Regions from separate parts of the Mus musculus genome. Here regions 2, 3 and 4 are each linked to region 1. Evidence: chromatin contacts called from public HiCAR-type, HiChIP or PLAC-seq and promoter capture Hi-C data. All regions are on one chromosome and are shown on one strand. The core of a region is the stretch at or near the end of the contact, and the rest is flanking DNA. Distances in the headings are between cores, read along the strand shown. Region 1 holds the start of Stk11 (serine/threonine kinase 11). Region 2 holds the start of Nfic (nuclear factor I/C). Region 3 holds the start of Fzr1 (fizzy and cell division cycle 20 related 1). Region 4 holds the start of Mfsd12 (major facilitator superfamily domain containing 12).

Region 1 (7,139 bases), core at 2,940-5,439:
AATGAGCCAGGCAGTGGTGGTACATGCCTTTAATCCCAGCAGAGGCAGGCAGATTTCTGAGTTTGAGGACAGCCTGGTCTACAAAGTGAATTCCAGGACAGCCAGGGCTACACAAAAAGTCTGTCTCGAAAAAAACAACAAAACAAAACAAAAACAAAAAACAACAAAACAAAACAAAACTTTGGGCCAGAGCAAGCAGGGACAATCAGAGCAAGCAGAGGTCCTAAATTCAATTCCCAGCAACCACATGATGGCTCACAACTTTCTGTACAGCTACAGTGTACACATATACATAAAGTAAATAAGTAAATCTTAAAAAAAAAAGAATGTTACCAGGCAGTGGTAGTGCACGCCTTTAATCCCAGCACCCGGGAGGCAGAGGCAGGCGGATTTCTGAGTTCGAGGCCAACTTGGTCTAAAAGTGAGTTCCAGGACACCCAGGGCTAGATGGGGGAAACACAATACAAGAAAACAAAACACCAACAAAAAGCAAGCATACAGAGGCATTCTCCTGGTGGTGAGGGCATCAGCTGGAGAGAGATCCATGCCTTCCACTACACCATACAGACAACATGGAAATGGAAGAGCCTCATCCCCACCGTATTCTGGGTTGGCTTTATCAACCTGTCTCATCTCAAAGTATATCTATGCACAAGCAAGTGGCAACAAGGCCCATGCACCCAGGGGGTTTACATGGGGTTTTAACCACACAAAGCCCCACAGGTAAGGCAGAGCAGGACAACCACAGTACACTTGAGGGGTGGGGGGCTTCAAAGCCATAGAGCCATAGAGCTAGCAGCAGGTCACCAGCAACTTCCTCAACTCTCCTATCAGCTGGTACTAAGATCATGCTACTTGAGGCTACAGAGATGGATCAGTAGCCAAAAGTACTTGGCTAGTCTTCCAGAGGACCTGGGTTCAATTTAACATAACAGCTCATAACTATCTCTAAGTCCTGTTCCAGGGGATCTGACACAGATGCACATGCAGGCAAAACAGCAATGTACGTTAAAAAAAATAAAAATTAAAAAAAATTATTGCGACTTCTCACAGTGGGGATGACAGGAGCCAAGGGCACAGGTCTCTGCAGCCTTGCCAGGAACGGAGGCACTACACTACCTGACGCCCTGGCATGCATCCACAGTATGGTACTGGAAGGAGAAAGCTCTGTGTGCAGACTGGAGGACAGGACCCCAGAGGCTTGCCTGGAAGGTTCCAGACACTTCACCGTGAGAGAGACAACAGGAGTGCAGTCTATTAAGCCCCTGCAGACAAAGGAGCCTTTCTGCCCGCACCAGCTGTTGCCCGCCAAGCTGCCCCTTCCAGGCTGTGGCTGAGTGGGGATCACACAAGCAGGTGCAGCAGCCCTAGGCTTTGCCCTGCAGGAGCCACTCAGGAAGTGGGGAACACCAGCACTCCCATGGAGATACCTGGCTTTGTATCCTGCCAGTCAAGCACCTTACTGCAGGGCAGTGTGTCAGTCTGCAGCTTTTGCCTCAGTTTCTCCTCCTGGTTTTTATCTTGTGTGTGTATATACATGTGCCACAGCATACACATGGAAGTCAGAGCAAACTTGTGAGAACTGAGTCTGCTTTCACCTTGTGGGTCCTGGGGCCTTCACCCTACCAACCAGTTTCCCTTATAAAACCAGGTTTTCCCATGCACTCCTAGCTGGTCTAGAAACAGAAGCAATCCTCCTTCCTCAGTCTCTCCAGCACTGCAATGAGAGGCATGTGTCTACTTGCCCAGACCAACTCCTGTCTTGAGGAACCGTGCAGGCTCCTTATATCACCCTAGTGTGTAGGAGCTCCCCAGTCCTGATGACCTCCAGTGTTGACTGTGTCCAGCATCACTAATTCATGGGGGGGGGGGTTTACTTCAGGATCTAGGGACCAATCTCTCTCAGCTGAACCTGCCTGGCTCTGCAAGCCACACCCCAACCTGGGTGTTGAGATGGCAGGAAGCCTAAAGCAGCAGGTGAGGGCTAGGAAGTCGCAGACAGAGCTCTGGGGCCCTCTGTCACAGGCAGAGAGAGCACACAGGCTTGCCATGTGTTACAAGGACTGCAGCTGACCCAAGCCAGGATGCAGGCCTGGGCAGCCTCCCAGACATGGTGGGCTTCCAAGAACCATTACCCTGAAGCCAAAGGAAGCCACTTGCCTTGGAGACCAGCAGACACCACCTGGAGGTGAGCAACCTCTGGCACCTCCACCTTGAGACAATGATTTCAAGCCAGGAATTTCCAAGCTCAGGCCTCTGAAGGAACACCTGATGCTGGGTGCCCAGGTTCCCCAGTGCAAGACTGACCTAAGACCACTCCTACAAAAAAGGCCAAGGAGGTCCTGAGAGGAGCCTAGGCCACCAGCCTGCCCTGCTCCACCCCTGGGTCCACACATCTGATCCTGGATATCTGTCCACCTTCCTTTCCTGTACGTACCACTCAAAGCAGTGCCCAGCTGGCAAAAACAAGAAGCTGCCAGCCTTTCCTGGGACAGGACCAGAGGCAAGGTCAGTTAGGCAGAGTGTGGCCAGTGCTGGTCCCAAAGATAAGGCCCCTTCTTGGAAGCCGGTAGGTGAAGTTTTCCAAGTTCCGCCAAGCCTAGCAGGCGATAAAGAGTCCCCACGGGCCAACGACGCCAACTACGCGCACGACACCGCAGGGACCTGCGCAAGCACTGGCCGGCTACCCCCCCCACCCCCTTCACCATTATTTTTGGCCCCACCGGTTCCCTCTAGCTGCGTAAACAAACTAGCCACCCGCCTGGCAACGCCCGCCAAAGAAGCCAGGCGCGACTTGCGCCAGGACCTGGCCCAAAGAGGGGGGCTGGAGGCGCAGTTGGCTGCACGACCTCCTGCTAGGACAGTCCTGCAGGCTGCCCTAACATACAGACCCCACGAGGTGACGCTCAGGGATAGATGGGGTAGATAAGGCAGTAAAAGGAAAGAGATGAAAAAGGAGGAAGGAAATGAGAAGAGAAAACGGTTAGAGGAAAGAGAAGAGCCAGAAAGTAGGAGGAAGGGCTGCCCAAGGAGCTCAAGGCAGCGCCCGCGTCGGCCCCAGGCCCTTGGCACCTACTTCTTGACGTTGGCCTCTCCATTGGGGATCCTGCGCAGCTTTTTCTTCTTGAGGATCTTGACCGCCCTGCGGCATAAGGTCTCGGAGTCCAGCACCTCCTTCACCTTGCCGTACGAGCCCTCCCCGAGCAGGTCCCCCATCAGGTACTTGCCGATGAGCTTGGCGCGTTTGCGGCGCGGCTGGTAGATTACCTCGGTGGAGTCGATGCGGTGGATGAAGGTGTCCATGCCCACCGACATCAGCTCGCCCTCGGAGAAAAGGCCCAACGGCTCGGGGTCCGCCACGTCCATCCTGGCCCACTCTTTGTCCTCGTCCCCTTCGGGAGCGCCAATTCTTTTCAAGTTCGAATTCCCCCCCCCCCACCCGCTTCTTCCAAATGTTCCAAGAAGGGGAAAAAAGGAACGGGGAAAAACAGGAACGACCTCCACAACTCTCCCGGTCCCCACAACCGGGTCCACGTCCGCTTCCTGGGCGCCAATTCTTCACTTTTGATTTTCCCCTTTTCTTCTAGGTGCTCAGGGAGAAAAAAAATGAAAATAAGAATGAAAAAAAAAAAAGCAATGAGCCCCCCCAACCCTCGCGTCCCCCCAATTCGGGTCCCCGGGGACGCTGCTTCCGACGGAGGCGACGGTCCGCCGTCGCGGCGCGCGGGCCGCTAGGTCATGTTCGCCACTTGGGCCCCGCGCTCAGGGGCCCAGGCGGCCGCGTCGAGGCCGGTCCGCGCCGTCCATGTCCGGCCCGCGCCGAAGCCGCGCGCGGCCCCTTAGTTCTACGACTTCTCGGGGCGCAGACTCCACCCGGACGCGGGACACCGGGACACCCGCAAGTCGCGGACACGAAATCCGGACAGGAAATCTTCCGGGGACCGAGGGGGGAAAAAAACCACCCCAGGCGGCGCGTCCCCCTCGCCGCCTAGCCGCCGCGCGACAGGCAGGAGGCCGGAGCGGCGAGGGGGGAATCGAACTCCAGGCAGAAAGATGCTGCCCGCGAGAGACAACTCCACGCCGGCGCCGCCCTCGGCGACTCGCGCCTCACTCGCGGACGCCGTGAGCCGCCTCCCCTTTCCTAGACCGACACGCCGCCGCCATCTTGTTTACCGCCCTGCGCCGCGCCGTCGTCGCACGTCGCAACGGTGGACACGCCCCCTCGCGGAGCCGACGTGCGCGGCAGTTGGCTGTAGCTTTAGGCCCCACCTTTCGGACCCGCCTCAATCGCCAACGAGGATTGGGCTATTTGGATCTAGGTGGGCGCCCGAGCTGACATTGGACAGTTCGGGTTCCATCTGAGAAGGCGTGATCTAAATTCTCATTGGTTGTCTGAGACGCCCGTCAATGGGAGTAAGCAAGCGACTGTAAGGGAGCGGCCGTGGGCTGTGGCTTCAAGCCCCGCCCCTCAGTGGTTGGCCCTGGTGTGTGGGGGCGGGACTTTATTTGCCAGTGGCTGTCGCAGACGCCCGTCAGCAAGCGCGACGGGCCAGCGAAACCTCTGGGCTGGCTGTGGTGACCTCGGAGTTTCGGGCCTCCGGTTAGAGTTCACGCGCGTCAACGTCCTCCGGGGAACGGCCGCGACTGGAGGCATGGGGGAGGGTGGAGAGAGAGGCTCGTGGATCCCTAAAGAGATCCAGCCCAGGCTTGCTCTTAACGGCCTTGGGGGAGGGGTCAAAGGTCAAAAAGTAGCCCAAAGTCGACACTCCCGAACCTGAAGCCTTAATGTAGCGCCTCTGAGATCCATGGCATAGAGAGGAGCGTTTCCTGTGCAAAATAAGAGCAGCTGGGCTGGTGAGATGGCTCAGAGGTTGCGGGCGATTGACGTCAAATCTGACTTCATGAGTTCGATCCCCGTAAGTTCACAAGGTGGCTAGAGTGAAATGCCTCCCTCAGGCTGTCTCTGAACCTAGGGACTCCGTGGTAGGCGCGCGCGCGCACACACACAACACAGAATTTTAAATAACAGTTATCAAAAAAGGTGGCTGGGTAAGACGTCGCCGCTGGCCTCAACTCACCTGCTGCAGTGTTTTTGGGTGGTTAATCTAATTATTTTTATCTGTGCCCTTTTTTAACTGCACGAATAAAAAATAAGGGTTGGAGTATGATTGAGGGACGAGTGCTCACCCTGCCTGACTCCCTCTACACACAAGTTTACGCACAGGCCGGTTACAAGGTCCATAGATCCGTGAGTCTATGGTTCCCTCCGAGGCCACTAGGGGGCGGGGTGTACTGCCAGGAGAGTCCTGGGGGAGGGAGAGACCTAGACTCCAGGAAAGGTGGGAAAAGTGCTTGCTCTACATGTGTTCAGCCTTCAGGACTTAAAAGGAGGAGAGAACTGACTTATGCAAGCACATAAATTAAGAAAAAAGATCAGAGAAACAGACGTGAAGACAGAAATCCAGGGAAAACACAGACTAGACAAACAGAGTCAGGCTGGATGGAGGGACAGGTCAGGGGTGAAGAGCACTGGCTGCTCTCCTGAGCACACAGGTTTGCTGGCCAGCACCCACATCACACAGGGAGACTCTGGAGTTTCACCTCCATTTCATTGCTCTGACATTGCCTTAAACTATGGCAGTGATAAGGAAGTCTCCTCCTCCACCTCCACCCTTCCCCTGACAGACTCCAAGGACAGATCCAGAAAGAGTCAGGGGCAATAGACAACATTCTGTTTCTACCCGATCTGTACCTGAGCTCCCCCAGTGTGACAGCCTCTCATGTCCCCAAGACATTACCCTGAATTCTCTGACGGGAAGAGTTATCACTCTGGTGAGAACTCTGGGTCAGAGATATAGTTAGAAGTATTTAGAGATTTATCATATTTACCTGTGTGTATGTCTGTCACATTCAGGACCCCACTGAGGCCTCAGATACCTTGGAAATGGTGTTGCAAATAGTTGTGACCAGGCATGTGAGAGTGCTGAGAACCAAAACTGTGACTTCCAGTAGAGCAGCTACTTTGTAAATTTGGGAACTCAGTACCACTTCAATAACATGAATTATCCCTGAGAGGCCGCAGATTCCAGACCATAGAAGCACAATGGGAATGGTGCCTGGGGTGGGGGGTGGGGTAGAAGCCACCAGGAGGGAAAACTTCAGACTAAAGATGAAGCCTGCAGCCAGGCTGTTTCCATCCCTGCTGCCACATACGTCACACTTACAGGAGGCTCAGGCGGTGGCAGGAAAGAGTTCACCCTCAACTACGTAGTGAGTTCCAGGCCAGCTTGGGCTACATAGTGCTACCATCTCTGTATTAGTCAGGGTTCCCTAGAGTCACTCAACTTATGGATAGTGTCTATACAGTAAGGGAATTTGTGATGATGACTTACAGTCTGCAGTCCAACTTTCCAACTACAGTCAGCTGTGAATGAAGTCCAAAGATCTAACAGTTGCTCGGTCCCACAGGCCAGTAGATTCCAACAGCTGTGCTGGCAAAGAAGAGGGAGTCTTCCTTCTTCCAATGTCCTTGTAGGTCTCTATCAGAAGGTGTGGCCCAGATTAAAGGTGTGTACCACCCGGCCTGGATCTGGGACTTGTTTTTTCCCAGGCTGACCTTGAACTCGGAGCTCTCCCTGTCTTAGTCTCCTGGGACTCATAGTCACTATGCCTCAAGATCTCCATGCCAAGATCCAGGTCAGAAACTTGTATCTTCCAGCCTCCAGATCAGGATCACAGGTGAGCCTTCCAATTCTGGATTGTAATTCATTCCAGATATAGTCAAGCTGACAACCAGGAATAGCCATTACAACCTCCAAAGAAGCAGAAAACATAAAAATAAAAATATCAAAACTAGGGTTGGTGAGATGGCTCAGTGGGTAAGAGCACTGACTGTTCTTTTAAGGTCCTAAGTTCAAACCCAGCAACCACATGGTGGCTCACAAACACCCATAATGAGATCTGATGCCCACTTCTAGTGTGTCTGAAGACAGCTACAGTGTACTTATGTATAATAATAAATCTTTGAGCCTGAAGGAGCAGAGTGGACTGGATCAAGCAGGGCCAACCAGAGCGAGCAGAGGTCCTAAAATTCAATTCCCAACAACTGCATGAAGGCTCACAACCATTTGTTCAGCTAC
Region 2 (7,139 bases), core at 3,071-5,570, 1.3 Mb before region 1:
CCACCTCAGGGAGGTGAACTGCCCTCTCTGAACTCCATGGGTTCGGTTACAGGAATGGGAATGTGGGTGGGGAGTAAAGGCCGGGACTAGGGGGGAATCTACCGGATGAAGAGGTGAGGGAAGGTGAACGGGCGTGCACTAGCGTGCCCAGGGCACCCACCCTCAACTGTCCCTCAAATTCTAGGTCAAAGCTTCTGGCTGCGACTTGGGGCCCGGGTGAGTGGCAGAGGATGGCAGAGGATCCCAGAGTGGACGCCCGGGGAGGTGCGGCGGAGGGGTGGGGACTGCCGCGCTCCTGACTCCTCCCGGAGTGGGGGGACACCTGGCCGGAGCAGAGCCTGCAGCGTGGCACCTGTCACTCCGGGCGTGCAGACTCCACTCCGCGGCCTAGAGGCTCTTGTCTGGCGCGTTGCGCCGTGCGCGACCCGGTGTCGCCTGCACGCGTGTCCGCGACCGCAAGTGTGCACGAGCACGCGCGCGCCCGCAGACGGCGGACTCGCCGCTGGGGATGCAAGCGCGGACACCGGAGCAGCGGCAGCCTCGGTCTGCAGCCGAGGACCGGCCGGAGCGCGGGCTGGGGGGGAAGAGGCGGCGGGGGGCGGGCCGGGGGAGGGTCCGCGGGCGGGGCGGGCGGCTCCCCACGCGCCTCCCCACGCGCCTCCCCACGCGCCTCCCCGCCGGCCGTCGCCTCGCCGCACAGCGCCATGGTACGTCTCCGCCCCCGCTCCCACTCCGCGCGGGGGACTTTCCCGGGGCGCCGCGCGTGGGGTCTGTGGGGAGCTGCGGTTTCTGGGAAGATGGAGGGAGGGAGGGATGATCGCAGTCCTCCCTCCCTCCCTCCCTCTCTCCCTCGGGGGCGGAGCCGGGCCGGGCTCGCCGGGACCCCGAGTGCGCAAGGGTCCCCGGTGTGGACAGTGGGGTGTGCGGGGCGGGGCTCCCGTGCTCCCCCACCCCGTCTCCACCGTTCCCCCCTCCCCGTCCCCACCCGCGTCGGGGGGGGGGAAACTCAGCGGCGGCGCGCGCAGCTTAGCGGAAAATGGCCGCTGCGCCCGGTCGCCCCGCCCACCGCCGCCGTCCGCAGCCCCCGGGACCGCACTCGAGAGGCTGCAGCCGCGGGCCAGGCCCACGCACGCGCCAACTCGGCGGCTGCGGGTGCGCGTGCGCGTGCCCGTGAGGAAGCTCGGCCCCGGCACCGGGCCGCTGCCACCGCCGCCGCCGCGTCCCTGTCTGCTCCGGAGGGGAATCCCCGCGCGAGTTTAGTTTTTTATATCATCTTCTAAATATAGACCGGCAAGGCCGAGCCGGCAGCCGCTGATTTTGCTTTGACCTCTCACCCCGTTGGAGGTGTTTGGAGAAGGGGAGCACAGGGGGAGCCTCAGGACACCCCAACTCCCGGTGCTCGGACCGCTGCAGTACATAGGCGGGAACGCGGCGTCCGCACAGACAGGCCCCGCCGCACAGCGACACCCCCCCGCCCCCCGCCACGGCCCGGCCCGCACGAGCTGTCACTAGCCCCAAGGGACAGCCCTCCTGCAGCCATACACCTCGGGGTCCCCTCCCAGAGCCAGTTTCTCCCCCCTGCAACATGAGAAGGGCCTCCCTTCGAACTCCTTAGCCATGCCACCACTCTGCCTGCGTGACCCCTGTGCGGCTTGCAGTGTTGGCTCGGTAGTGACACCCGGAGGGTGGGTGGAGTGGGGTCAGAGACTGAACCACTCCAGGAACTTTAGTCCTGCCTCAAAAGTTTGTTTAGGGGAAGCTGGGGGCGTGGCTTGAGGCGGAGCCCTACAAGAATCCCCAGTGAATGGATTGGGGGTGTGGCCACTGGTCTAGCCTGCAGAAGGACCTGGGTTTGGCCCAGGAGCAGGTTAACGCTATGGAAATATACGTAATCATAGCCACGCCCATTACCTCAGTTGTCCCTGAAGTGTCCTAGCTCAACTCTCAACCGCTGCTCTACAGCCCAGGAATAGCCACCATACAAGTCACGTAGTCAGTCGTTTATAAAGCTGCCTGTGTTCCCAGCCCTCAGGAGGTGTGTTGGGAAGGGAGAGGATGAGGAATTCAAGGCTAGCCTGAGCTACATGTGACCATGGCTGGAGCAAACCTACAGAAAAAGAAAGTGAAACGCTGAGTTCTCAGGCAGGGTCTGCAGCTGTGCATCTTAAGCAGGGATGACTGTGCCCTGGGGACAGTTGTGAGTTGTCACTGCCATTGTGTAGCAGTTGGAAACCAGTGTCAGAGACACCTTGTCCCAAACCCTGCTGGGTTAGTGACAGCAATTCCTGCCTGGGGACCCTGCCTGGATGGACCTTGGAGACAGCCCCAGGTCGCCCCCCTTTTTTCCTGGCTGTATATGATTTTAGGTTGTCCCTGGCTGAGGCTTGGGGCTGGGTTGCCCTGTGCTGGACCCAGTTGGTGGAAGTTTGTGTTGGTGGCCATGTCTCTCCCTTAGTGCAGTTGTGTTAGGGACAGTTCCAGAGGCAACTGTGGTAAGAATAACAACAGCAAGATGCCTTTATTTTTAGATAGCATCTCTCTCTGTAGACTAGGTTTGACCACAGAGATCCACCTGCCTCTGCCCCCTGAGCACTGGGGTTAAAGTCATGCACCACCATGCCTGGCTTTAATTTGTATATTTAGATTTATTTCTGTTTATTTTGTTATTTATATCTGTGTGCCCCACATGTGGGGGTGTCGGGGTCCCACGACCGTTGTGAGCTGCCATGTGGGTGGTGCTGGGAACCGAAACTGGGTTCCTCTGCTAGAGCAGCTGGGACTGTAACTGCTGAGCTGTCTCTCCAGCACCCTGACTTTTTATTTTTTTAACAAATGGGTCATATGCAGCTGAGGTACAAGTCTAGTGTCCTCCTGAGCCTCCCGATGCACCCTTGGCACATGGTCACCTCGGTGCTGGTGTCTGCTTGCATCTCCACAACCCAGAACATTAGACACCCACGGGGAAACTGAGGTTCAGGGAGAATGATGTTTATTGGCTGGGACAGAGCCACACATGCACACTATGCATGCATTGAACCTGCTGTGTGCTGTCCCTAATATAGGGAGGTGATCAGTATGGGCTCATGTAGCCCAGGCTGGCCTTTGGCTTCTGACACTCCTGCCTCTTCATCCCTGCTGGGATGACAGGTGTGGGCCCTGGTGTCCTGGACATCCCAAGGGCGCGCATCCAATCTGACAGGTGGTTTGGTCAGTATCCGTGGGTACTCCTAATAGTGTCACTCACAGGCATCTCCTGGGGTATGGACCAGGTGGCCGGTGTGCCAGGCAGGCACCTGGGACCCGACACCCCAACCAGTGGTTTCCTTCTCTGGGCCTTGGCTTCACTGGAATTACAGTGATAACGGATTAAAGCATCTTACTGCTCTGTAGCACACTCTCCCCCCAGCCCTCACATCCCATGTCCTTGGGTCCCTGGGAGAGAAATAATTGAAAAAGGCCTAGACTTGTGAGTGGACACTGGTGGCCGGGGTGGGGGTGTGCAGGCTTCTTCAGACGCTGCCTTCAGAAAGGTGATCTCCAGCTGGGCAAGGCCCAGCATACCTGTCTTCCCAGGAGGCTGAAGTAGGAGGATCCAGAGTTCAAGGTCATCTTTAGCTACATAGTGAGTTCAAGGCCAACCTGGGCAACATGAGACTCTGGCTCAAAAATAGTAATAATTAAAAGAAAGGAAGGAAGGGAAGAAAAGAGAAGAAAAATGAAGTTAGTTGGAGTGAGATTTCCCTGTGCCTCAGATTCCCCAAATATGAAATGGGCAGCCTGGACACTGATCTAAACTTGGGGACCTGGTTGGCCTGGATCACCCCACTCTGCTCTTTATCACACAGTAGTGTCAGAGCCTGGCCTGGCCTTGAGTCCTGCACCGCACCCTTCCCAGGGACCCCATACCTGCTGCTAGACCACTTATTGGCTTTTTAAGGGAAAGCCTCCCACACTGGTCCCCCTCTACCCTACTGGCAGTGGCCACTTTGAGGGCACAGGTGAGGGGACAGATGGAGTTTGGGGTACAGTTGGGGGCAGAGGCAGGCTGCTGCAGGGACTCAGGTGGGATGTGGGGGGCAGCTAAGGGCTCAGCCCCATCTCGTGGACCTGATCGCTGTGTCCTCCTCTACAAATGGATAGCTCTAGAGGGAGGGGACTAGGGGGTCCGCGTGTAGAGACATAGTTTGTTTGTTTGTTTGCTTGCTTGTTTGCTGTCGGCGATTTCTTTGAAAGTTGGATGCGGGCGGCAGGGAGGGAGCGGGGGCGGGCGAGAGGCGGCGCGGGGCGGGGAGGACGGCGGAGGGAGGAGCGGGAGGGCGGCTGCAAAAATGACTCAGTAAGTTCGGCGGCCGCTCGGCCTCTGCGCCTCCGGTGCCAGCGCCCCGGGATGTATTCCTCCCCGCTCTGCCTGACCCAGGTACGCACCCCGCTCCCGGCCTGGCCCCGGCCCGCACCCCGGCTCCACCTGGAACCGCATTCTTGCAGTCTGGAACCTCCCCTCCGCAGCGGGGGTGGGAAAAAAAAAGCGCGCGCGTCCTCTCTACCCACCCTCTTCCAGGCCAGGGTGTTCCTGGCATGGACCTGGGGTGCGGGCAACTCTTGAGATTGGGGATTCCATCCTCGTTAAGCTTGATTGCACACTTGGAACCCCATTTTCTGGGCCCCCACTTTGATCTAAATCGGCTGTTTTTGGAACTCTCTCTCGTCTTGGCTGGATGGGGGGGGGGGCTGGCGTCCTCCCCACAGCCCTCACCCTTTGCACCCAGGAAGTCTGGGTCCCCTCCAGATGGAGAAGAGAGTAGGTGTCCGCAGGAAGCACCCCACCCGCACGTAGAACGCTCCCCACCCGCCCGTAGGACTGATCTTGGGGTTCCCTGCTGCACTGTAGGTCTCCCTAGCTGTGCGGTAAAGGGACCCCTAGACTATTTGTTCGCGAGTTCTTGGTTTCCCAGGTGGCCGCCCCCCCCTCCAGCTGGCAGTGTCCCCCTCCATTTCAGGCCCACGTGTGCGCGCGAAGGGGGAGGGGCGCGCGAAGTTGGCGCGCGGGGGGAGGGGCAGTCTTGCGGGTGTCCATCGCGGGTCCCCCCCCTTCCCTGGCTCAGCTCCCCCCCAGCTCCGCATTGATTCTTGAATTATTGAGCCGAGCAGGCGCTGCCAGGCGGCTGGCGGGAGGAGCAGAGGCCAGGGCTGGAGGAGGAGGAGGAGGAGGAGGAGGAGGAGGAGGAGGAGGAGGAGGAGGAGGAGGAGGAGGAGGCCGCGGCGGCGGCAGGGGACTGGCGGACACTGCGTACTAGGTGGCCAATCCAGCACCTGCCCTGCTGTGCCCCTCTGGCTGGGTTCCAGCATCTGAGGGAGAGTGGGGAGGGGTGCATCCATCCCTCCAGGGGACCCCCCTTCAAGGAGCCCCCCAGCTGTGTCTGCCCCCTGGAATCATAAGCCTGTCTTTTCCAACTCCACAGCCTCTTGTGATTTTTTTTTTTTTTTTTTTGCTGTGTCTGCCTCAGTTTCCCCTGAAAGAGAGTGAGACATAGTGGTCTCCAGACTGTGTTGGTTCTGGGAATTGCAGTTGTCTGATGTCCTGAGGAGAACTTTGTGAGGGCCATGGTTGTTTTTGCCAGGGAAGACCCAGGTAGCCCATCTCAGGGACAGGATCCTGGGGTCCTCCACTCCTGCGGGTCCCTCCATCTTGGTAAGAGGTGCAGTTCTGTGATCCCCAGGGGAGACCCTCATACTGAGGGAACCCCAGCCTGCCCTACCCAGGGTTCCCTGGTGACCTTGGATAAATGCCTGCCCCTCTGCAGGCCTCAGTTTCTACTTCAAGTGAGATTTGAGGAGTGGGTCACCCCACAGCCCAGGGCAGGCGTTGCTCAGTTGCCGCCAGAGCACCGGCATTGGGATGTAATTGCTGTGTGACCCCAGGGAGACTGGAGTCTCTGTGCTGACTGACTACTGGTGGCTGAGAGGTCTGAGGCAGACGTGGCCGGCTGGAAGGCAGCCTGGGCACGTGGAATTCCCCGTCCTGGCCTTCTGGAGGCCTCCATCCAGGCTGCTGCTGGGAGCTGGGGGCGGGGGCAACCCCAGTGCTGGCTCCAGCCCTGAGGACTTAGTGTGGCCTTGGCCTCAGTTTCCCCCATAGGAGGGTGTGGGTCGATCTGGCAGGAAGGATGCCACCCCTGTGATCTCCCACTCACCCCCTCCTACCCTGAGGGAGTCCCCCATGGGATCTCAAGAGTCCCCTGAATTCCAAGTGTGGTCTCTCCAGCTCCACACAAGCCCAGGCTGGACAGAAGGACCCAAGGAGCAACGCTGCAGCCCCCCAACCTCTCCGCCCTGCCCCCCCCCCACATGTCACTCATGGTGTCTGCCTTGACCTGTCTCTGTCTCTGTCTCTCTGTCTCTCTTCACCCGTCCCTCCTAAATCGGCTAATTTTACAGCCAGGGTTCAGACTGAAATAACTCCTTTGCTGATCCAACCGGATCCTACCGGGAGCCTGGCCCGGGGCGGGGTTGGCCCTGATGTCAGTGTCCATGCCAGGGCACCAGGTGCCCAAGAGAATTCTGGGAGCTCCATGGGTCCCCTGTGCCGTCTGTCACTCTGGGTGGTGACTCAGGCCCCTTTTCACTTTTACTCTCTGGAGGAAGCAGCCGTTACTTCCATGAATCCCAAGCTGAGGTGTCCCCTCCCCCTCCCCCTTCCTCCTTCCCGCCCTCCCGCCCCACGTTAGTTATTCCGGGTTTGGGGCCAAATCCCTGTTGGCTGAGGTTGAGGATTCCCTGGGCCTGAGCTGAGGCCACCTCCCTCCTCCATTCATTCCTCCTCATAGCTTTGCGGCTCGCTGCTTCCATCCTGGCAGTGGGGAAACTGAGGCAGTGCAGGGTTGACGTTTGGGGTCTCCTTCCAGAGGGGGATGGGATCAGAGACGATGAGAAGTGTCCCAAGGCAGCACAGCATGGGCTTGGTCCTCAGTATGTCCATGAGTGGGTTCACAGTGACAGCCCTGTCCCCATCCCCTCCTCTCTGCAGAAAAGGTGCCTCTGCCAGGGCCAGGCCTGTAAATCAGGGCGCTGGATTCTGGCGAGTCAGCGTTCTGGCCTCTCCCGCCACAGCCTCTGCTCCCTCTCCGGCTCTTCCTGCCTGC
Region 3 (7,139 bases), core at 2,791-5,290, 1.3 Mb before region 1:
TCCATCTGTGCACGTTCATATGCACAGAAAAAAAAACATAAACACATGGCCGCAGATAAGGGACCGCACTGTCACCCTGGCCAGCTTGCCATAGGACACAGCTTTGATGTTTACACGAAGCTTCAGGAAAGGCTGTGGTTGCTGTAACAGATCACAGGATCCGGTGATATCAGGTGTGATCCAGCCCCCATACCAGCCAGTGGGAAGGGATAGGCCCAAGAGTGCAGGAAGCAGATATGAATTCAGAGCTTGGCATGCTGCCAAGGCTGCCCTGGGAGGAGCTGAGAGCAGAAAATGCCACCCAGGACCCAGCATCCATGACTTTCCCTCAGCAGCTATGGTTGGTCAGCCAGCAGTGGCTAGTGTGTGGCCCCATCACTCCTGTCTCTGTCAGTACAAGACTGGGTTTTATTAGCCTGGCAGTGGAAGCATCGCCTTTAATCCCAGCACTCTGGAGGCAGAGGCAGGTGGATCTCTAAATTTGAGGCCAGCCTGGCCTACAAAGTGAATCCAGGACAGCCAGGCCTAAAAACAGTAAACTCGGTCTTGAAAACAAAATAAACAAAATGGGGGGTTGTTATTGAAATGAACCCTATGTCTCTTCTAGCCTCAGTGCCTGAGCTGTGGGACCACAAGCCTTTGTCACTGAAACTGGCTATTTGGCTCTGTTGTCATTTTATTTTGTTACATTTATGGGTAGATCACATATACCAAGGTGTCATGTGCAGAAGTCAGCTCCTCCTTCCACCATGTCTTCTGAGAATCGACCTCAGGTCCCTCAGCTTGGTGGCAGGCACTTTGCCTGCCCAGTCATCTCACTGGCCCCATGGCTTGACATCTGAACTCCTGTCTCACGTTTTCAGGGCAAGCATGTTACTATGCCATTGCCCACACCTCCAATTTTTGTAGGTTTTTTTTTTCATCTATTTATGTTTTGACAACAGAGCCAGGTGGAGTACAGCTGTGCCACACTGCAGCCCAGACAGGCTGGCCTGGGCTATGCATTTGCTGAGGTCCGCAGGCTCAGGTTCCAGGCGCCCCAGGGCCAGAGCGTCTGCAGGTACTCTGCAAGTCTTGCATGGGGACACCTTCTGTGCACCCCCAGCAGGCTGGTGCAGGCTTCTCCATCACCACACCCAGCGCTGTCTTCTCCAGACCCAGGGACTAAGCTTTTCTGCCCTGCCCCCATCGGTTATGCCAAGTTAATCAAACTTAATAATAAAATTTAACAAAGGAATAGATTTATAAACTTTGCTATATCATCAAAATAACTTTTCAGATTTTCTTCTTTGTTCTCTCTTAACGGCTTGGTGTGTATGTGTCAGTGTGAGTTTATGTGGAACACGTTTATGCAGTAACATCAGAGGCCAGAAATGGCATCGGATTCCTCTGGAGTTATGGTTGGTTGTGAGTCGCCACAGGCTGCTGTGAGTTGAACCCAGGTCCTCTGCAAGAGCCAATGCCATTACTCCCAGCCCATGTGGAGCTCCTGATCCTCCTGACTCCATGCCTCAGGGTGAGCTCCACCTTGCCTGGTTTGTGTGGAGCTAATGCTGTAGAGGGTGGTATGTGCCAGGTAAGGGTCCAGACCTGGCCTTAAAGTGTATTGTAATTTATTTTTTGGTGGGTGCTAAGCATAATCCTCACTGGTGTTAGGCAAACACTCCTATGGAGCTATATCTCCAGTTGTATTTAATATTTACTGCAGTATTTCCAGGTGTATTATTTGAAATCTGTGAATGTTTATTTCTTGTGTGTACTCGTGTGTGTGCACACCACCGTGCTGCTGTGGAGGCCACCTGAAAAGGCACCCACTCTCTCCTTCCTCCACGTGGACCTGGGGATCAAACTTCAACATTTCAGGCTTGGCAGAAAGCACCTTCACCAGCTCCTTCATTATTTATTCTGAGCCAGGGTCTCCCTGAATGTCCTAACTTCTCACCTGAACCTCCTCCAGCCACTGGCACCCAGGAATCTTCTTCCCATCTCTGGACATTTCCTGTCAGAGTCCACAAGGTGGGCGTGGCACTTTGTGTCTGGCCCTCTCACTGAGCCATGTCCTTCCGGGTCCCTCTGCTTTATAACCCATTAGATCCCTGGCCTTTTTCATGGCTGTGTTATGTCCCACTTCGGCCATGGGGCTTGTCCCTTCTCCAGAGGGTGGGCACTAGATTGTGACTAAAGGGGCATCCATGTTGCTGTAGGAGGTTCTGAGTGGGTGGCTCCACTTGCAGAGGCCTGGTCTTGAGTCTTGGCTGTTCCATTTCTGAACAGCTGCCAGCCCCTCTCTTGCTCTGGCTATGGCTATCACAATCTGCCAGGTAAGGAGAACGGCCCAACTCCCCCCAAAGCCTTGTAGTATAATTTGTTTTGGCATTACGTTGGATCTGAGTAGACCCCACAGGAAGAGTGCTCAACCACCAACGGGAATCTGAGACTGAGATAGCAGCATGTGTTGAACACCAGAAGTCCTTTGCACAACCCCTTCCCACTATGTCCACTGAGCTCACTCAGCCCGAGGCTCATCCTTTGCCCTATGTGCATTTAATTTTTTAAATAGTTCTACTTGTGCCTGTAATTGATGGTGCATGCTTTTGATCCCAGCTCTTGGGAGGTAAAGGCAGACAGATCTCTGAGTTTGATGCCAGCCTGGTCTGCACAGCAAGTTCCAGGACAGCCAGGGCTACACTAAGAGACCCTAACTCGAAAAACCAAACAGAAGGCCAAACAACACAACAAAACCCAACCCTATTTGGGTTTTTTTTTTTTTTTGGTGTTTTGTTTTGTTTTTTAAGATTTATTTACGTGTTTTATGTAAGTACACTGTCGCTATCTTCAGACACACCAGAAGAGGACATCGGATCCCATTACAGATGGTTGTGAGCCACCATGTGGGAATTGAACTCAGGACCTCTTGGAAGAACAGTCTGTGTTCTTAATTTGTTTAGTGTCATTTACCCAGGGGCTGGCACAGGTGTGCCCATGGGATGGTCAGAGTTACACCTTGCAGGAGTTGGTTCTCGCCCTCTACCAAGTGATCCTGGGTATAAGGTGGGCTCCAGCTGGCTTAGCTGCAATCACCCTACCTTTTGAGCCATTGTGATGGGCCCAACATGTATGGTTTTGAACCTGGACCCTCTTGAGGTTTATTTCCAGCTGTCATCACTTGGGGCTTCTGGGAGTGAGTACTCAGGGACACGATAAATATTTTGGGGGGGCAGGTGTCTAACAGTCGTTCTAACAATGCAGAAGTTGAGGCTGGAGAATTGCTTCCAGCTCGAGGCTAGCCTGGCTAGAGAGAAAAAGGTAGCTCGAAAATTGAAAACAATAAACGCACAGTGAGTAACCAGCAGCGTCCGCGCGCCGAGCGCCATCCGTGGGGTAGTCACTTAACTGTTGAGTGAATCATAGCTTCAGGGGGAAGCGCCCCACTTCTTCCACAAACAGGAGCCACGCCTTCCTCCGCGCCTAGTTACTCCTGTTCTAGTCGTCCCCCCCCCCCATTCAGCCGTGGTCTTCCCCGACTGCTCATCCCAACACGGTTGCCCCGGGCAACAAGTGCCGTCTCGCTTCCTGTATTGATTTAAATCCTGAAGGACGTCCCATACTCCCGAGCTGCTCCGCGCTGGGGCGCGCAGGCGCAGCTGTTTGGGGTGGACGCGAGCACGGCACAGAGTGGGAGTGTCTAGGGGGCGTGCCCGCAAGGGACAGGGAAAGAGGCGGTGTGGGGGCGTGGCCTAGGAGAGGCGTTGGTAACTCGAGGGGCGTGGCTTCAGCACAGGCCACAGGGGGTTGGCGGAGAGATCCGTGCGTGTGGGCCGTGAGCGTGGCTGAGGGCGTGGCTTGCCCACGGAAAACCTTGGCGGCGTTGGGGGGGAGGACCTAGGGGGCGTGGCCTAGGCGCGGTGATGCGCTGGGCGGCGGGGCCGGTCGCGGGCGCGCGCGCGGCCTGCGGGACAGATTGGGGGAGGGAGTCGGGTTGCCACTGAGTTCCGCCATATTAGCTACCGCGGAGGCCGGGGGATTCCCGTGAGCAGCGGCGGCGGGGCCTGTCGCAACGGCGGGGCCTCGAACAGGCGCGGCGTGTTCCTGGGACCGGCGGGAACCGGCGGGTGCCGGCTGGCGACCGGAGCGAGGCAGGTGAGGACACGGGTGACTCGGGGACCCGCCCCCCCAGCCGACCCCTTCCTTCTCTGGGGCTCCAGTGCGGCCTGATCCTGAACCCCACATCCCAGCGACCTCCAGTACCGGCCCCGACCCCGCCAGCTCTCTGAGTCTGTCAGAGTCCTCCATCCCCAGAGCTCTGCTCTGATAGTTGCTCCCCTCGAATCCAGGGCACCACCCGTCTTGTTCCCCCGAACCCCAGAATGCAAACCAGCTTCCCAGATGAGGCCCTGAGTCACCCCAACCCTGAGTCCCCTCACCCGGCAACCTCGCCTTGACCTCGCTCTGTCCATCACAGCAATCATCGCCCAGAGCCTTGTTCAGAGCACGGCTAATGTCCAAATCCAGGCATTCCACATGTTGCAGCTCAGAACCCTAGGTCAGGCTCCTTGCGCCCCCAAATTCAGGTCACCCTTTACTACTTCCACCAAAACCACCCAATTCAGGTGAGGTCCTGAGTCAGATCTCAGACGGTCTGTCCCCAATGACCTCGCCCTGTCACCAACACTCTGTATTCTTTTGAGCTATGTTCCCTTAAATTTAGAGCATTCTGTCTCATGCTGATCACTCAAGACTCAACTGCAAACCATTCATCTGCACCCTGTTGACTTCCAAATGTAAATCCCCCTGCCTCAGATGCTCCCTACATCCAAACTGGGATCTGAGTCAACCTCCAGAGTCCAGGAGTCTCAAATCTGGCATTCCCCAGGTGGGAAGGATTGTGAACTAAATTTGCCGTAAACACCCAGTGGTTCAGCCAACAACCAGGTGTCTCATCTCAGGGGAGACATGGCCAGAAACCACAGACATTCTGTGTCCCCAAATCCACCACGTACCCTCTCAGATCTGAACCTCCACTCTGTGTCTTCAAATGCAAGTCCAGGTCCTTCCATCCTCTATCCCTGATCCAAAGCCATTGTCCCCTACAAAGCCCTTAAATCACCCCACCAACTTCACTTGTCTCCAGCTGTAAGCCTGACACCAACCTCTGTATAGGCATTACCTTCCTACCCCGCTCCCCTAAATTCTCTGCTAATTGAGAGCACCTGGTGGGATGCACTCCTTGTTGAGAACACCTGGTGGGAAGCACGCCCCCTACCCGTCCTGTCTGAGAGATGACCTCATTCCTCTGGCTGCTGAGTCCCAGTCCTAGCTCCTTCCTGCTGTTTGAATGAGGGTGATTCCCCAGTGAAGATTCACCCAGAACAGACACCACCTCTGGCTCTCGGGATCAGGGCTTAGAAAGAAAGGGAGTTGGTGGCTCTAGCTCTCATGGGGCTGGGATGGCATGTGTTGTAAAGATTAATGGAGTTCTCAAGTGTGGATTTGGTACTTGAGGAGTTTAGCCCATGTTTTGTGGTTCAAGGGTCTCTTTGCTTCCTTCGGATAGAGGGTCAGGAGCTAAGTGTGCACTGGAGGAGTCTTGGTGTGGTTTATTTCCTGGTTCTGGGCATGAAACCTAAGGCCTTTGCACATGCTTAGAAGAGAGAGGTCACCAATGAGCCAGGCTCCAGCCCCTTACTGGGAAATTCTAGGCAGGGGCTCCACCCTGACCACACCCCCAGCCCCTCACTGGGAGATTCTAGACAGGGGCTCCACCCCTGACCACGCCCATAGCCTTCTTTACCTTTAACATTATTTTTAAAAGATGTATGTGGGTGCTGGGCAGTAATAGTTCATGTAGAGGCAAAAGCAGGCCAATCTCTCTGTTCAAGGCCAGCCTGGTCAACAGAGTAGTTCCAGGAGAGCCAGGGCTACACAGAGAAACTGTCTTGAAAAAAACAAAAGAAAAAAGTGTATGTGTGGCTTTTTTGATATTTTTATGTGTATGGGTATTTTTCCTGTGTTTATATCTAGGTATTACATTTGTGCCTGTTGCTGGTAGAGACTGGAAAAGGGTGTCAGATCCCCTGAAACTGAAGTTACAGTTGTGAGCTGCTGTGTAGGTGCTGGGAATTGAACTGCGGTCCTCTGGAAGAGCTAAACCATGTCTCCCGCCCAACTGTGTTTATTCTACTATTTTTTTAAAAGGATTTATTTATTTTATGTACATGAGTACACTGTAGCTGTCTTCAGACACACCAGAAAGGGGCATCCGATCCCATTACAGATGGTTGTAAGCCACCATGTTGTTGCTAGGAATTGAACTCAGGACCTCTGGAAGAGCAGTTAGTGCTCTTAACCACTGAACCATCTCTCCAGCCTAGCTGTGTGTATTTTTATGTATATGTGTGTGTATCTGCTTGTCTGTATGTTTGCCAAAGACAGGCATTGCCCACAGAAGGCCAAAGGGGTGCTGTGTCCCACACCTGGAATTATGGGTGGTTCCGAATCACTTAATATGGGTGCTGGAGGCCAAACTTGGGCTCGTTGCCTGTGGTCTTTACACGGCTGAGCCCCCTCTCCAGCCACATTTATTTATTTGTTTTTTAAATTATTTATTATTATACATAAGTACACTATAGTTGGCTTCTGATGCATCAGAAGAGGGTGGCAGATCTCATTATGGGTGGTTGTGAGCCACCATGTGGTTGCTGGGTTTTGAACGCAGGACCTTCGGAAGGGCAGTCAGTGCAACATTCTTTTTTATTTCGTGTGTGTGTGTCTGTGTCTCTCTGTGTGTAGGAGCTTGAGACCAGAGAGGACGTTGGATGCTCCGGAGCTGGTCTTAGAGGTGGTCCTCCACTACAGCAGCACGTGTTGACTCAGCACTCTGTCTGTGTCTGTGTGCGCACGCGCGCATGTGTCCCTGCCTCACAGGGAGCCTTTGGGGTGAACTCTTCCATCCACCTCATGAGTCCCTGGGCTGCAGGGCAGGCCTGTAGGCTTGGCTGGGGTTGCCTCCTGAACCCTCTCAGCACCAGTTTTTCTGGGTTTTATTTCTAACCACAGTCTCACTTTGGCTCAGGCAGCCTGAAACATTCAACAATCCTCTTGCCTCAGCCTCCCACATGCCAGGTGGCAGGTGTGCCTGG
Region 4 (7,139 bases), core at 2,793-5,292, 1.2 Mb before region 1:
GGTTTCTCCGGCCCCCTCAACCCCACAACACACCTGATAAAAAGCTGGCTCCCGAAGCCAGTGTTTCCACAGCAGCAGTGGCTGGGCCGCTGGGGCCACCAGGGGGGTGTGCTCATTGGGTTCGTTCCCCCAGTGCTGGGACCTGTGGCCCTCCTTGGTACCCAAGTGGAAGAGCAGAGAGAAGATGGCTCCCACACCCACCACAAGCAGGGCCAGGTTCTGGGGAGGAGAACAAGGGTCAGCAACGGCTCTCCCAGGCTCAGGAGCTCAGGGCTCACATGCTGCCCAGACTTACCCGGAACACGGGCACATCCTGGACTCCTAGCTGGTCACCCACACTGATGTCCTGCTCGCCGTGTGCAGAGCCCTGCAAGTGCAGCAGCAGCCAGGCTGCGCCGTACACGGTGATGTTAGCCACCACAGTGAACGCATACCTAGAGGTGAGGGCCGGGCCTTAGCACACGTAGAGTCCACAGACTGCGTCTGGCACACAACGTGTGCTCAGTAAATACTGTCAGCACACCAGAACACCATTCCCTAAAGTTTCAAGCTAGTAGCTGTAGTAGCCACGCCCTCAGCCCACCCTGCCAGTGTCCTACGAGGAGAGACAGGCTACACACCCACTACAGAACAGAGGGATCACATGACAACTTGGTCTGCTGGAGTTCCTTTGAAGAGAGGCTGTCCCTGGAGGGCCCAGCATAATCAGGTCATAGGAAGCTGGCTTTAGGGTACACCAGGGATCACAGCCCACTCTGCCAGCCTCACAGAAGCCTGAAATGCCTCCGATCCTATAGCCACATTCTAGGCCAGGCACAGTGGTGCACATCTGTTGTCCTGGATGCTCTGGAGGCTGAGGCTAGAGGCCAGCCTGGGCAAATTATTGCAAATATTTTTTTAAAATACTGATTCAAAACATTTTCTAAAAAATGAGCTGGTTGGTGGTGGTACACACCTTTAATCCCAACACTCAGGAGGCAGAGACAGGCCAATCTGATCTATAGAATGAGTTCCAGGACAGCTAGGGCTACACAGAGAAACCCTGTCCCCAAAACAAAACAAAACCCCCAAAAAACAACAGACAAAAAAACCAAAAAACAAAGCAGAAAGGCTGGAGACCAGAGGGTGCCTGTTCCTCTCTGTGAGTCACCTGGCACTCATTCCTTACACAGCTGTAGATGACGGATACACAGTTACCAGGGGATACCGGGCTAGGTCCCTGTGCCCAACCCTGTTGTACCTGAGGGCCGTGAGCTCCACCTTCTCGTGGTCACTGGTCACCAGCTCTGGGATGAGGCTCAGGTGGGCAATCTGCGTGGCAGCCCAGCCAAACTGGAAGACGACAATGAAGGGTCCATAGTACAGCAAGGCAGCCCATTCAGGCGTGGCTTCCCCGCAGCCCAGGCACGGGCTGAAGATGAACGGGAAGGAGAGCAGGACACAGACAGTGCCTGTGAGGGCACAAGCGCAACACGGAGCCGTGAGGGGCAACCCAGGCAGGCAAACACCACAGAGGCCAGCCTCCACCCTCTGTGCAGACGGACACCGTGAGGACCTGTAGCTAGGACTGGCAGAAAGGACAAGAACGGGGATCCCTCGATGGCCCTGAGCTCGGGGTCATCGCCATCACATCTACTACCAGTTCTATGCACTCCTTCCCCAGCTGGGCAGGGTAGAGTTGGAGCCTAGGTGGCTCAGAGTCAAAGCTGCTCCTGCGCCTGGGCACAGAGCAGATCCTGCCACCGTCCAGGACATACTGGGTACCCCATCTTCCTCCATGGACTCAGAAAAAAAAAGTAGATATAATCAATGCAAGCGCCTCCAGCGTCCATCATACCCTGACCACCCGTCCTGTTCACCCCCTGCCTGGCACAGGGGCCTCCTCCGATAGCAGGCTCTGTCCTGCCTTTGCGACCTCCAGCCCCAGGGTCTTTGCACAGCTACCCCAGATGCATCCTCCCATCCTGCCAATCTCTCACCCGAAGGTGTCAGCAGCCCCTGGGCTCCTCACACCCCCTCCTCTGAGCTGGACTTGCCCAGCAGACGGCAGGCTCCATGGGTGGGTGCAGTTACTCCAAGTTCTTCCTACATCCTAAGCAACCAGGCCAGGACTGGGGACACTGAGTCCCCAGGTGGGTTTATCACAGTGGTCTCTCTGCAGCTTAAGGGGGATATTATCACTCTCTGGAGGGAAGGCGATGGCACCACATAGCCCAGGCTTGCCCTTGAACTCCTGATCCTCCTGCCTCAGTCTCCTGAGTACAGGATTTGTGGGGTATGGGATGGCAGCCAGGGCTCCAACCCTTTCACACTTTTTTTTTTTCCCAGCCTGGCTCACACCAGTTTTAAGAGGATTAACTTGAGGCCCCATGAGACAGAGAACCCTGTGAAAAGGTCTCTGAGCCCCTGCCTAGCACTGGGCTTCCAACTTCCCTTTCCTGCCCAGAGGTGACTTCACCACATAATATGCCTTGGATTGAGAAATGAAACAACCCTCACAGGGCAGATCTTCAGGGGGCCCAAGCACTGTGGATTCAATCTCATGACCAAACCACACCCACTGTTTCTAAGCCTAGTTAACCATTGGCCTAGTCAGGGTCAGGCTGGTCATCTCCAGATGCTTGGACTGGTCTCTCTGGGCCTCAGTTAACCCGAGAGTTCTGTCTAGTTCTGGGTTTCCTATGAGACTCAAAATGGTGCAAGATGTTAATCCCAGCACCCAGAAGGCCAGGGATCTGACTCGGAGGCCAGCCTGGGAACATCTCCTGTCTGTCCCACTGTGAAGGGACCCAGGCCTGTGCAAAGTCAGGCTGGCCTGGTATCTCCTGGCAAACATAAGCCCTTCTGAGTATTTCTTTCCATTTTTGGAGACTCAATGAAACAGTCATCCCCCTGCTTCAGCTTTTGAATATGGTGACAGGTGTGCAGGCTGTGCCTTGAAGCCCGGATTCTTCCTGGATCCTGAGAAACTAGAAATTCCAGCCCCTAGGCTGGCAGATGCCACTGGGCCACTGCTGTCTTGAAAAAATGTCATCTAGGGGCGGGGCTGGTTCTGCAACCCCTACCCCAGGCAAAGGGACGGAGCCTTCCAGGAATTCCCCAGGGAGGGGCTACAACCCCAGGGCCAACCTCTCCAACTGTCTACACCAAATGAGAGAGCTGCTGGGGACTACATGCTGGGCCACCCCAGACAGGAGCCACAGGCGAACAGAATGAAGTGGGTGGGCAGCAGGAGGAACACAGGACACAGGATGATAGTCAGGGAAGGGGACTGGGGGGGGGGGGGCAGAGCTGTAAGACTAAAGACAGGGTACAGAATCCTGAAAAGGTAGAGGGAACAGGACTGGCCCACGGATGGCAGTCAGCGGAGAGGATAGGATATAGCGGGAGAGAGAGGACAGACAGACACAAGAGTGACAAAAACGGGGAGATGAGACACTGGGGAGCAGAGGGTAAGAGGGACACAGGATGACAGTCAGAGGGGAGGACTTCCACAGGGCGACAACCACAGGAGAGGACGGACACAGGGCGGCATTCAGAGGGGAGGAATGACACAGGATGACAACCACAGGGGAAGACGGACACAGGACGACGGTTAGAGGGGAAGACGGACACAGGACGACAGTCAGGGCAGGGAAAGGCTCACCCGCTAGGTGCCAGGCCTTGCGGGGCCCACAGCGCACGCAGGAGGCGCGGTCCGCCTCGTAGCCCACGAGCGGCGTGCAGAGCCCGTCGGCCACTTGGCCCAGCAGCAGCAGCAGCCCCGCGCCCCGCGAGCTGTACCCGCGCACGGAGTGCAGGAATAGTAGCAGGTAGGTGAACCACATGCCGGCGCACAGGTCGTTGAGGAAGTGGCCGACCGCGAAGCTCAGCCGCGCGGCGAGGGACAGCGTCCGCGGCGGCCCCGGGCCTGCGTCGTCCGACGGAGGCGACATCGCGGCCGCAAACCCCACCGCCCCACACTGCCGCCCCGCGCTACCCGCGCGGCTACGCTGCCGCCGCTCCCGGGAGCCGCCTCAACAGGGCGGAGCCTCGGAGCAACGGCCACGCTCGCCAACCGGAGCCGCGCGTCTCGGCCCGGCGCCCAATCAGCAAGAGGAGGCGTGGCCTCTGTCCGACGCACTCCCGCGGCCCTAACGCCGCCCTCTGCGGCTCCGACTTTTATCATAGCAGTTCGTTTCTATTTTACTTTCTTCGTGTTTTAATTTGTTTGACTAAAGAAAAAAGTTTTGTTTCTTCTTGTAACAAAGGGTATCTTGTAGCGCAGGCTTTGACATTTCTGCTTAGCAAAAGACAACTTCGAACTCCCCATGGTTCTGGCTCCACCTCCACAGTGCTGGGAGTCACTGAATTTGTCCTTTCACAACCTGAAAGCTTTTTCTTTTGAGACAGGGTCTCATGTAGCCCAGGCCACCCTCAAGCTCAGAACGCAGCTGAGGATAACCTTAGACTTCTGATCCTTCTGCCTCCCTCTGGAACTCCATGGGTGCGGGGTTGCATCCACAAATCACGCCTTTAATATTCTGTTTTCAGTCAGGGTCCCACTAGCTATCCAGGCTAGCCCTGAAGTCCCTCTACAACCTAGGCCGTCCTTGAACTATCAATTCTCCAACCTTAGCCTCGAGGATTGATGGGATTTCGGGCCTGGCTTAGTGAAGGGCGCCCAGATGTCTGTCACTCACCCACACTCTGCCTTGGGCCCCAGCTAGCCTGCAGCTGGAGGCTGGTGCTCACTCCCGCGCGTGCTCCCTGCAGAAGGGGCCAGAATGAGAACACACCGGGGTGATCCCATAAACTTCCAGACATACATAGTGAGGCACTTACAGGACATATTAGTGCTAATTAATTATTAATTACAGAGAATAGCTGGGCAGAACATCAAAATACAGGCTAGTCTTTAATGAGGGCTGCTAGTGCCAGGAGCCCCACGTGGCAGACGCCTGTGTTTCACTCCTACTTACTGGGTGGTTTTGTGGAACACACTCAAAGAAAGGGGAAGTCAGGCCTCTGTTGGCCTGGTGACTCAGAGACACAGGTGCCGAACACCCCCACACAATTCCAGGCCCAGATCATGAGACACATGAGACAAGTGTCCTCCTATCCCCTCCTCCTGACATTTTATTCCTTTTTTCCCCCCAACTGACCTCAAGCTCAGCTCTGTAAACGAGGCTGGCTTTGAACTCCTGATTCTGCTGCCCCCACCTCCTGAGTACTGAATGGCAGGCCTGTGTCATAGCCGCTTGATGGTGGGGTTACCTGTCTGTATCACTGTACATCTTCCTCCGGGGCATTCAGAGACACGCAGGCTGGATCTGAACCCCTAAGTCCCAAATGGACTGGTCTTTCCTTTGCCTATGAGCAGTCTGTGCTCCCAGCAATGTGTGTGAGCCCGGTGTGGTGGCCCTTTATTTAGTTTCAGCATACTAGAGGCAGAGGCAGAGGCAGAGAAGCAGAGAGGCAGAGAGGCGGAGAGAGGCAGAGAGAGGCAGGCAGAGAGAGGCAGAGAGGCAGAGGAGAGGCAGAGAGGCAGAAGCAGAGGCAGAGGCAATCTCTAAGTTTGAGAGCAACCTACTCTACTTAGTAAGTTTCAGGACGGACAGCCAAGGCTACGTACTGAGACCCTGTCTCAAATTAAATAAATAAATATGCTCAGACTTTCTAGAAGTGGGAGGCCAGCAGAAGTCTCTGCTTCTGATCCAGCCCTGGATCTCCCCTGTTGTTCTGGGGAGAAGGCCTGGCCTGGGCTAGACATCAGATAACTGGCATCTCGTGGCTCCTGGCCTAAGGGGACTAAAAGATAGGAAGAGATATGAGAGATTGCAGTGATTTCTTTTCACTCTTCCTTGGGCAAGTTGCAATCTCAGTGCTTGACCCAAACTTCACGTGTGTGGTAACTGAGGCTCTGGGCCAAGTCATTTGCTGGAGGGCAAGAAGTGGTGCAGTTGCAGGTCTGGGATTGACAACTCCGAGTGACTGTGTAACTACTGGTTGGCCCTGCCTGGTTGTTCTCCCCCCCCCCCTACCCCCTACCCCCCAGACAAAGTTTCTCAGTGTAGCCCTGAGTGTCCTGGAACTCACTTTGTAGACCAGAAATCTGCCTGCCTCCACCTCCCAAGTGCTGGGATTAAAGGCGTGCCCCACCATCGCCCGGCCCCCTGCCTGGGTTTTAACTTCTGTTCCTGTCCTATCTGTCTTCACCCACCCAGTAGCTTCCATCTGCTGACAAGGTCTCTTGTAACTCAGGTTGACCTCAAACTCCTGCTCTAGCCCAGGAACTCCGGAGCCTCTTTCCTCGACCTCTGACCTCCAGAGTGCTGGGATAGGATGAATGCCTTAGCCATTGCCTCTGGTTCATTCAGGTGCTGGGGACAGAATCCAAGACAAGTTGTGCCACTCTCTACCTTCTGAGCTATGGCCACAGACTGAGCGTATTTTACTTTTTAAACAGGGTTTCATGTAGCCCAGGCTGGCTGGTCATTTTCTACATAATCAACAGAGACCTTGAACTCTTCCTTTCCCTCCTCCTTCACCTCCCTAGAGCTGAGATGGGAGGCCTGGGACCATGTGCACAGCTTCCAGCAGCCTCCTGGAGCTGACTCAGCAGCAACGGGTGCCTCTACATATCCGGCCCTTTTGGATTCAGCTCAAGTTTCTACTTCCTAAGGCTATCCCACCTCCTCCTTGTGCCTCCCTGTGGCTGGAGAAGTCACCAGAAATCTGTGGTCTCAGGCCAGGTTGAAAACTGAATGTCACAGTGAGGGCACTGAGGAACCAAGCGGGGCTTGAGGGCCTTCAGGCAGGATGAAAGCTGGCCCGCCAGGATGTTAGTTAGATCTCTGGCCAGGAGAGACGGAGACAATGCCAGATTAAAAAGCCCAGCAGAGAGGAGATGATTCTGTTTAACCTCATGAATGGAAGGGATGTTTGCCCCTGGAAAGGCAAAGGTCAGAAAAGACAAGTTAAGAGGAAGGAATCAGCACCCAGACCCTCAGGGTGGGAGTCCAGACAGATCCTGACAGCTTTTGATGTCCCTCCAGCGCCCCAGCAGCCCAGGACGCCAAGCCCACGCCTCCACCCATCCATGGGGCATTGGATTTCCTGGTGGCTGAAGTCCAGCCTCTGGGGTGGGGCCCGCTTTG

The links. Promoter capture Hi-C pulls out the DNA fragments that hold promoters and counts their contacts. HiCAR-type assays count read pairs that join an accessible place to other places. HiChIP or PLAC-seq counts read pairs in DNA pulled down with a chosen protein or histone mark.
Region 2: an HNF4G HiChIP or PLAC-seq map of pancreatic cancer cells shows a contact between it and region 1. The contact joins the promoter of Nfic here to the promoter of Stk11 in region 1. A contact is called at or near these places in 1 of 39 promoter capture datasets (liver), 1 of 484 Hi-C or Micro-C datasets (B cells) and 1 of 115 datasets of contacts at active chromatin or transcription factors (pancreatic cancer cells).
Region 3: a promoter capture Hi-C map of embryonic stem cells shows a contact between it and region 1, with 2.1 times the contacts expected there. The contact joins the promoter of Fzr1 here to the promoter of Stk11 in region 1. A contact is called at or near these places in 4 of 39 promoter capture datasets (embryonic stem cells, erythroid cells, hippocampal neurons and 1 more) and 1 of 484 Hi-C or Micro-C datasets (B cells).
Region 4: a HiCAR-type map of astrocytes shows a contact between it and region 1, with 2.4 times the contacts expected there. The contact joins the promoter of Mfsd12 here to the promoter of Stk11 in region 1. A contact is called at or near these places in 2 of 39 promoter capture datasets (erythroid cells and liver), 1 of 484 Hi-C or Micro-C datasets (B cells), 1 of 115 datasets of contacts at active chromatin or transcription factors (astrocytes) and 2 of 9 other capture datasets (liver and pancreatic islet).

The regions. Positions count from the first base shown.
Region 1 is chr10:80,112,845-80,119,983 of GRCm38.p6, reverse strand. Stk11 (serine/threonine kinase 11) reads right to left here and starts at 4,189. Exons shown (of 10, transcript NM_011492.5): 1 at 3,077-4,189. The coding sequence starts at 3,366.
Region 2 is chr10:81,424,354-81,431,492 of GRCm38.p6, reverse strand. Nfic (nuclear factor I/C) reads left to right here and starts at 4,320. Exons shown (of 10, transcript NM_008688.3): 1 at 4,320-4,417. The coding sequence starts at 4,388.
Region 3 is chr10:81,375,271-81,382,409 of GRCm38.p6, reverse strand. Fzr1 (fizzy and cell division cycle 20 related 1) reads left to right here and starts at 4,040. Exons shown (of 14, transcript NM_019757.1): 1 at 4,040-4,140.
Region 4 is chr10:81,354,394-81,361,532 of GRCm38.p6, reverse strand. It overlaps Mfsd12 (major facilitator superfamily domain containing 12), which reads right to left and starts at 4,042. Exons shown (of 10, transcript NM_028657.4): 1 at 3,647-4,042; 2 at 1,241-1,451; 3 at 296-434; 4 at 34-219. The coding sequence starts at 3,935.